Linked DNA regions of Muntiacus reevesi: region 1 is linked to region 2. The links are chromatin contacts, called in public Hi-C maps. All regions are on one chromosome and are shown on one strand. The core of a region is the stretch at or near the end of the contact, and the rest is flanking DNA. Distances in the headings are between cores, read along the strand shown. Region 1 holds the start of PTPN23 (protein tyrosine phosphatase non-receptor type 23). Region 2 holds the start of ELP6 (elongator acetyltransferase complex subunit 6).

Region 1 (4,388 bases), core at 567-3,066, 140 kb after region 2:
CCCAGGGATCGAACCCAGATCTCCCGCATTGCAGGCAGATTCTTTACCACCTGAGCCACCAGGGGTAGATGAGATCACCCGATCCTGCCATTCTTTGCAGATTAGAAAAATGGGAACCAGAGATCAGCAATGGTAGTTCTAGAACTCTGAGCCAAACTTCCTATTTCTTGACCCAGGGTCAAGATTTTGTTTCACCTTCTCTGATACTAACATGATCTCATTCATCTGTGTATGCTTTTGTCATCCCATAGATGATGGGGCTGTTTAGCTTCTGTTCTTAATTTGATATACATCTTGGAATTAAAACAGTAGATGGAAAAGAGACCAAACTTTGGGAAAGAAGTAAAAATTTGGAACTTTAGATCAATTAACCTAATTTTGGGGACGTCTCCAGTGGTTCACTGGGGCCTGGGGTTTGATCCTTGGTCAGGGAACTAAGATCACATAAGCTGGGGGGACTCGGCCAAAGTTGTTTTTTTTTTAATCTAATTTTCTGGTTTTACCAATGAGGAAAAAGATGCCCAAAGAGATTAAATGATGGACTCAAAGGAACACAAACTGTTAGTGTCTGAAGGCAGGCAGTGGCAGTGTGAACAGAGAAAGGGAGAGCTTCTTGGAAAACTTCCCCAACCCATTTTCTTTCTTCTATTTTTTTTTTCTCAACCACCTTCCTCAGTGGGGCACCATCCAGATTCTGGCAGCAGCTATACTAAAACCACAAGGATGTCAACCTGCAACAGCCTCCTGGTTATTCCTTTTCACTTCTGCTCTGTCCTTCAGTGGTACCAGACGGTCCTTCCCAAGGCAGATGTCTCAGAGGGTACCTGATGCCCAATCGACACACCTGGCCCTCCTTTGTACCAGCCGCACCTGATCTCCCCACAGCGGTCCCTTGCCTTCCTCAACGCCAAAACTGCCTGTTCTCTTCCATCCAACTGGAGAGTCAGCAAAGGACTGCTAGGGTCGCTCTGAAAGCTACAATACTATTTATCCCCTGTGCGCAGTCGCGAACGCAGTAACGCTCCTCTAAACGACAGAGTTGTTATCTTTTGGTCCAAAAGAGTTCCAGATAAGGTTTTTCTTCTGAGACCAGACAGAATTGCACCAAGTGTTACAGCCACTCCAATCACAGAGGTCCGGCTGGCCAGGGCCTTAAAACACATTCTGAGCCATCCTCGGCCTCCGTCCCAGTCCGGTCGTAGACGGACAGCATAACGAGGGCCAAGCACAGCCTTTCCACCCTGACGGTTAAGGAGGGCCACCCACCGATCCCCGCAGGGCGGTGCTGGCGCGGATGAGGGGTGGAGCAGAACTAGGTCCAGAGCGTCACGCCGAGGAAGTGAGGCGCCTCGGCGGGGATCGCGGATGACCGGGAGAAGAAATCGGAAAACAGGTTCCGATCAGACAGCGGGTGCTACGGGGCTGGCGGGGTCGGCGGGCGGTGGGGAGACGCTCTACGAGCGCGCAGAGATGAGACAGGGTGCGATGGGGGTGCGCCAGGCGAAGGAAAGCCAGCGGAGGTCCCTCCCGGCCTCACACGACCCTGCGACAGGGCCTGGGGAGATGATGGACGCGCAGGGGGCGTCACGCGCCGGCGGACTGAGAGACGCGGGAGAAAAGGGGAGGGGGCGGGGAGGAGGAGCTGCCCTCACCTTCTTTACGGCTGGCTGAAAGTGGAAGTCACCGGCCTCTTTCAGGTCCAGCCAGATCATGGGCATGCGGGGCACGGCCTCCATGGCCGCAGGCACCCGCCGGCCCCCCGGCCGCTCCCCAAGCTTTCGCAGCTGCAGGCTCAGCCGCGCGCCCCGCCCCTCCACGCCGGAAGTCACTTGTCACGCGGGGATGGAAAAAAATGCCCCTACTGCCTGCTGGGAGAGGCGGTCCCCTCCCGTGCAGCCTTTTGCGCAGGCGCATTTTCCGTTGCGCATGCTCAGTCTCGTGCACGCGGGCACGTGTAGAAGGCACACCTCCAGCCGGAGGCGAAAGGGTTTCTGGGAGTCGTAGTCTCTCTGCATCTAATTGCTAAGCAGGGAGGTAACTGGTTTCTTCTTCCTGGGCAAAGTAGACCGCAGGGACCTGGCTCGGGCTCCAGTCGCTCCCCACTCAGGGGAAGGACATTAGAGAACGTAGCCATAGACTTGTAGACCCTAAGTAGTGTCGAGGGCCTTGGTAGATGGGGTCAGATGCTGTGGTAGAGATAACGTGTGGAGGGCCACCCCCAGAAGAAGTAACTTAAAAACAGTCTTGGAGTAAGGGCTGCCTGGCCAAGGAGACAGGGCTAAGAAGCAAGCAATCCGTTTCACCCCAGGTGTCGAGCTTTGGAACAGAGGAGTGACTTGTTGGAGACTGGCATACTCGGCTGAGCCTGTAGGAAGGGGCGCTCCCTAAGAGATGGCCAAGTCCGTTTTTGATGATGGGGAGAGAACTGGTAAATGAAGTGTAAAGCTGAAGGGGGAAAAGAGAGAGAGACTTAGAGCGATGGGGGTGGGGATGACTATATACAGCCACGCGAATACCTTTCAGTCTGGAAGGGGACCAGGGAGCCGACAACAGTTATCAGCTCTGAAGAGATGACCTGTAGAGCAAGGGTTTTTAAATCATGTGTATATTACCTAGCTTTAAAAACACATAAAATGGAGAATGGCTTGTTAGGGCAAAAGTAGAAGCAAGGAAATTAGCGAGGAACCTTTGGTAGTCTTCCAGGAGACAAATGTGGAGCTGGGGCAAAGGGAAATGAAACACGGGCAGGTTTGAGAAATGTTTTAGGGGGAAAATGTGGTAGAACCTGAGATGAATGGATGTAAGAGATTGAGAATATAAAAGATTATTTCCAGGTTTCTAGCTGGTATATACCTGGGTGGCTACACAACTGTTTTCTGACATGGTAAAACAGGGAGGGAGAGGTTTGGAAGAGAAGAACAAGGGCTGTCTGTGTTGAGCTGGATATAGATTCCCTTAAGTTTTTCAAGAGAAGATGGGGAGGAGACCATGGCTCAAGAGAGAGGGTTCACCCACAACCAAGGGCCCAGGTCCCCTTTGCAATCCAGGATCTACCTTCATGCCAGCTGGAGTTAGAGCAAAAGAAAATCCAAGTACACAAATGTTCACAGCAGCATTGTTTATAATATCCAGGAGGTAAAACTAAATCAGATGCCCGTCAACAGATGAATGGGCAAGGGAGATGTGGGACAGCATGCACCAGACTGTCCTTCAGCCTCAGAAAGGAAGGACATTCTGATACATGCTCAACAGAAATGAACCGTGAAGACATGACGCCAGTGACATACACCAGACACCGAAGAACAAATACTGTGTTAGATTCTGTGCTAGTTGCTCAGTCCTGTCCAAATCTGCCACCCCACGGACTGTAACCCACCAGGCTCCTCTGTCCATGGGGATTCTCCAGGCAAGAACACTGGAGTGGTTGCCATTCCCTTCGCCAGGGGGAATCTTCCCAACCCAGGGATTGAACCCTGCTCTCCTCCGCTACAGGAGGATTCTTTAACATCTGAGCTGATTCCACCTAAATCAGTTAACTTAAGAGTAGTCAAATTTGTAAGAATAAAAAGTAGAATGGTGACTTCTCAGGGACTGGAAGGAGAAAGGAAGGGGAATTAGTATTCAGTGGGCACAGATGCTGAGAAAATTCTGGAGACAGATGATTGCACCATGTGAATGTATTAATGCCTAGTGCCACTGACCTGTGCACTTAAAAATGGTTAAAATGGAAGGTTGTTTTTTTTTAATGTAAGATCTTGCAGGTAATTTTTTTTTTTTTAAGGAAAAAGAAAATTTTACCAGCATCTGAAAAAGCTTGTTTCTGGAGGACCATCTTGAGGCCACCTGCTCAGAGGTGGAAGAACAGATTCGGTGTCAGCACGGCTGGTTTATCCTGAATCCTTCCTTCTTGGTTTGTAGGTGTATGTCTTCTGCCTGTGCCTTCACGTGGTCTTCTGTGCGTGTCTCTGTCGTAATGTCCTCTTATAAGGACCCCAGTCATCTTGGATTAGGATCCACCCTCGTGACCTCAGGTTAACTTCATTATCTCTTTAAAGATTGCATCTCCAAATACAGTCAACCTCTGAGGTACTGGGGGTTAGTACTTCAGCATATGAATTTTGAGGGACACAGCTCAACCCATAACTCATGGCCTCGGTGACATGAAGAGCAGTTAGCATGAGAGGCATCAAAGAGGCACCAAGAGGTGAAGGGGCATGGGCTGCTGAGGCACTGGGGTGAGGAGGGGTCGCTGGAAGTGAGACAGCAGAAAAGATGGCTCTGGGGTAAGTGGGGCCCTCCTGCTGCCGCCAAGTCGCTTCAGTCGTGTCCAACTCTGCGCAGCCCCATAGATGGCAGCCCACCAGGCTCCTCCGTCCCTGGGATTCTCC
Region 2 (4,261 bases), core at 376-2,875:
TGCAACTCCATGGACTGCAGCACTGCCAGGCTTCCCTGTCGATATATGTATATATGTGTGTGTGTACATATATATACACACACATATAAGTATGTATCTGTGAATGCCAACCTTCTAACTTACTGCTCCTCACTCCCCTTGCCTCTGGGTAATCATAAGTTTGTTTTCTAGGACTGTCAGTCTGTTCCTACTTGTAAATGAGTTAAATTTTATCAGATTTTCAAATCCACACATAAATGGTAACATATGATTTTTTTCTCTCTGATTTAGTTAACTTTATATACTCATGTCTAGGTCCATCATTATTGCTGCAAATGGCATCATTTCACCCTTTTCTATGACTAATATTGCATTGCAAATATGGGCTCTATCTCCTTTCTCCATTCCTGTGTTGTTGGGCATTTTGGTGACTTCCCTGTCCTGGTATTGTAAATAGTGCTGCAGTGCTCCCTGGAGGACATGTGACTTTTTGAATGATGGTTTCATCCAAATAGGCCCAGAAGTGGAACTGCAGGGTCTCATTGTAGCTCTGGTTTTCCTTTCCTATGGTTCTTCCATAGCGCCTGTCCAGCTATTTACATTCCCACACAGGCACAGGAGGGAAGATTTCCTTTTCTCTATGCCCCTCTCATATTGATTTTTGTAGATTTTTGCAGGTGGCCATTTCTGTCTGGTTGGAGAAGACACCCAGTTGTCAGTTTCACTTACATTTCTTAAATGATTAGCAATGTGGAGTATGTTATTCTGTGCTTTTGTATTAAACAATGTGAGTGTAGTTTCCTTCTCGCAATTGGATTCTTGAAAGTCAGCTCTGTTTTTTAAAACATTCATTCATTTGTTTGGCTTCCTGACCTGCTTACAGATTTCTCAAGAGGCAGGTCAGGTGGTCTGGTATTCCCATCTCTTTCAGAATTTTCCAGTTTATTGTGATCCACACAGTCAAAGGCTTTGGCGTAGTCAATAAAGCAGAAATAGATGTTTTTCTGGTACTCTCTTGCTTTTTCCATGATCCAGAATGCTGATAAACTGATATGTGAACAAAGACCTGAAGGAAGTGGCGTGTTTTTTTTTAACAGCTGCAGTCCAGGGAGAGGAAACAGTGCAAAAATCTCAAGGAGAAGCATGCAGGGCGTGTTCCAACCCTACTTGGTCAGTGACCCTACCTGATAACCTGTTTTATTCCAAAACCTACCCCCATCCCATCGTTATTCCTTTATCCAGTTTCATTCCCCCCCCTCCCAACACAGAATTTTTCAATTTATTATTCCATGTTTATTACGTCTGTTCTCTGTTTTGTGCGAGAGCGGGCGTCTTCGCCTGTCTGGTTCGCCGGTGCAGCCAGAGCCTTTAGTAGCGTGGGGCACACCCCAGGAGCTTGAAAGGAGGCTCTGGGATGGGAAGAACGCACGGTCGAGGGAAGGAAGAAGAGACCCGACCTCCTGATGCCTTGGTCGGGGGAAACCCTCTGCGAGTGCAAGGAAGGTAAGAAACCCGCACAGCTCAGTGCCCAGGTTCCCGGGCCTGGTGCGCATGCGCCCAGGTCTCTGCGCATGCGCCGAGAGCGTCCCGCTCCGATCCGCGTGTTTCATTGGCTGCGGCCGGCGCCTAAGCAGAGGAATTGCGCATGCGCACTCCTCCCGCGTGGTCCTGTGTGGTGGGTTTTGCTCTCCAGCCTCCGCTGTATCGGCGGCAGCTCATCTTCCCATCCGGGACCCCCGTGCGTTCTGGAGCTCGGAATGTTCCCAGAACTCAATAACCTTCTCAACACCACCCCTGAAGGGGCGGAGCAGGTAAGAGGTCGTAAGGTCGGGGAGGAGGTTGGATTCTGGGAGCGCGGCGGAAGACCGCACACCCGGATGAAGCGCACGCGGACCTGTGGGAAATCACGTGACGTCCGTGGCCCGGGGGCGCTTGGGAGTTGTAGTCCGCAGAGGGCCCGCCCCCGAGGTTGGGCTGGACACTTAGGCCTGCGCAAGGTGGGCATCCTGAGCGTTTTCGAAGGTCTCGTGCGCCCTTGAATGACCACCGGAAGCACGTTGTACCTTTGGGTTGGACTTAAGTGTACAGGCGACCCTTGTGCGTGTTCAGCGTGGTGGGAGTCCCAGCGCCCAAACAGAGGTTGGTGGTGGTAGTTTAGTCGCTCTGTCGTGTCCGACTCTTTGCGACCCCATGGACCGTAGCCCGCCAATCTCCTCTGTCCGTGGGATTCTCCAGGGAAGAATACTGGACTGGATTACCATTCCCTTCTCCAGGGAATCTTCCTGACGCAGGGATGGAACTGCGTCTCCCGCGTCTCCTCCCTTAACGGGCGGATTCTTGACCACTGAGCCACCTGGAAACCAACCCCCCCCACCCCGCCCCCCACCACAAGGGAGCAACTTCTTAGCGAACTTAAGCCCCCTTTGTCCTGGGAGCACTCGGCAGGTTTCAGCGAACGCTTCTGCTCGTCTTCCTCCTCATGTTTTTGAACAGTGCTCTCTGAAGCTGCTCGCTGCCAACGTTTGATTGCGCAAGCCCGCCTTTGGCATCACAGCCTTCCTACTCTGTTTTCTTCGCTCTCTCCTTCCCACGGTCTAGAGCATCTCAAAAATGTTCTTGCGTTAGGCCGAGGGTTGCCTCTCCTAGGAACATAGGTGATTTATTTCATAACTCCTGTCTTTCTGATGAAATGGTAAGCTCGTCCAGGCGGCCAAGACACTTAGTGTGTAATTCCTTTTTGTTACTCCATACTCCCAGGCAAATAGTTTTCAGTAAATCCTTGTGCATTTTAGCTGCCCCGCAGTTTTTCTCTGCCCAAGCCTCCAGATGGCGCTGCTTACCTTGCCAGTTACTACTAGTACCTCCAAAGTCCAAACCCAGGGCCCCAGTGAGGGATAGAAGTGGGTACCCGGAAATGACAGCGCCAGGGGTAACCTCAGAGTCTGCTAGTGTAGTCTTTCATATTTTATGAGAGGAAAAAATATCGCGACATCAGAAAGAGAGATGACCTTCCCTGTCATTGACTGGAGCAGGACAGCCAGACCCTGCAAAGGCCATCTTCAGAGGTTTTTCCAGGGCTCTACACAATGAGAGCCCTGCCTGACGCAGTTTCCAAGGCCACTGGGAAGAGGACTTTGATCCTGGCTGTCTCTTGGAACAACTGCTTTCTCCTGCTCCCCTGCCTATGGGACAGAATTGGCATGAGGATTAGAGTTAGGGAGAAGGTTGGATCAGTTGACTTTTTAGAAGACTCCTTGCAATCTGGAAAGTCAGTGATTTTTGTTGGGTTCTGATGGTAAAATCTTACTTTGTTCAGGATTTAATTCTTTCCAAGACTGGAGAGGAGTGAGGAAAAGAAGAGATTTTATTCTCCATTGTCTGGGGAAGATGATGGCTTGAGATATGCTTGCCCAAAATAAGTGCGTTTAATACAGATCACCTTCATTGTTGATTTCTCTATAATTTTTACCTATTTTCTTTTTCTGGTTAAATACACAAACACACACATATGAGTCTCCACGTATAGAAATTTAAGAGTAGACACAATCCACTAGATTTTGACACTCAGTTGACCTCTTTCCAGGGAGTCTAATACATCTTTTTGTGCTCTTAACTTTTAGGGGAAGCTGACTCTACTCTGTGATGCCAAGACTGATGGCAGTTTCCTTGTGCACCACTTTCTCTCCTTCTACCTCAAAGGTATAAGACTATAGAAAAAGAAAATCCAAGGCCAGGGGGTAAAAAAAAAAGAGGCCTGTTTCAGGTAGCCCTAGAAATAGTATTAACTAGCCAGACCTTTGGTGTTTGGGTAACCAGATGGCTATTTGTTAGGTAATGGGATTACTGGACCATCTTGTTCCCACCCGTTCTATGCCAGAGACTGCCATGTATTCGCTATATCCAGTATTGCCTTACACTTCTCCACCCCATGTGTAGGCACTGACTCCCTTAGGGCCTTGTGTGGCCTCTTCATTTAGTTGATCCTTGGTTCTTGGGTAGTTTGAAGTCTCTAGGCACTCAACCCATTACCACTTTGCCCTGGCAGTAGATGCTTTCAAAGGAACAGAGAGGGGAAAAAAAGAAACAGCTCTGCAGTTCACACATGGAAATCGATTAGAAGAAAACAGCCAAATTAAAAAAAAAAAAAAGACTTACTGATTCTCCTTGAGTCCCCACTGAGCCAGGCCAGGATACAAGGTTGACCTTTGGCACTCTGAGTTGTAAGAATTTACAGCTTTGAAAATGATTTTCCTTTCTAGATGATGTTATTGTCAGCTTATAT

Evidence for each region. A called contact is a pair of places that touch in the nucleus more often than the background predicts.
Region 1: a Hi-C map of muscle shows a contact between it and region 2, with 5 times the contacts expected there. The contact joins the promoter of PTPN23 here to the promoter of ELP6 in region 2. A contact is called at or near these places in 2 of 3 Hi-C or Micro-C datasets (blood and muscle).

What each region holds. Positions count from the first base shown.
Region 1 is chr4:110,243,243-110,247,630 of mMunRee1.1, forward strand. It overlaps PTPN23 (protein tyrosine phosphatase non-receptor type 23), which reads right to left and starts at 1,817. Exons shown (of 25, transcript XM_065933832.1): 1 at 1,653-1,817. The coding sequence starts at 1,736. LOC136166881 (a long non-coding RNA gene) reads left to right here and starts at 1,244. Exons shown (of 2, transcript XR_010662996.1): 1 at 1,244-1,393; 2 at 3,782-4,388.
Region 2 is chr4:110,100,924-110,105,184 of mMunRee1.1, forward strand. ELP6 (elongator acetyltransferase complex subunit 6) reads left to right here and starts at 1,626. Exons shown (of 7, transcript XM_065933831.1): 1 at 1,626-1,790; 2 at 3,600-3,678. The coding sequence starts at 1,737.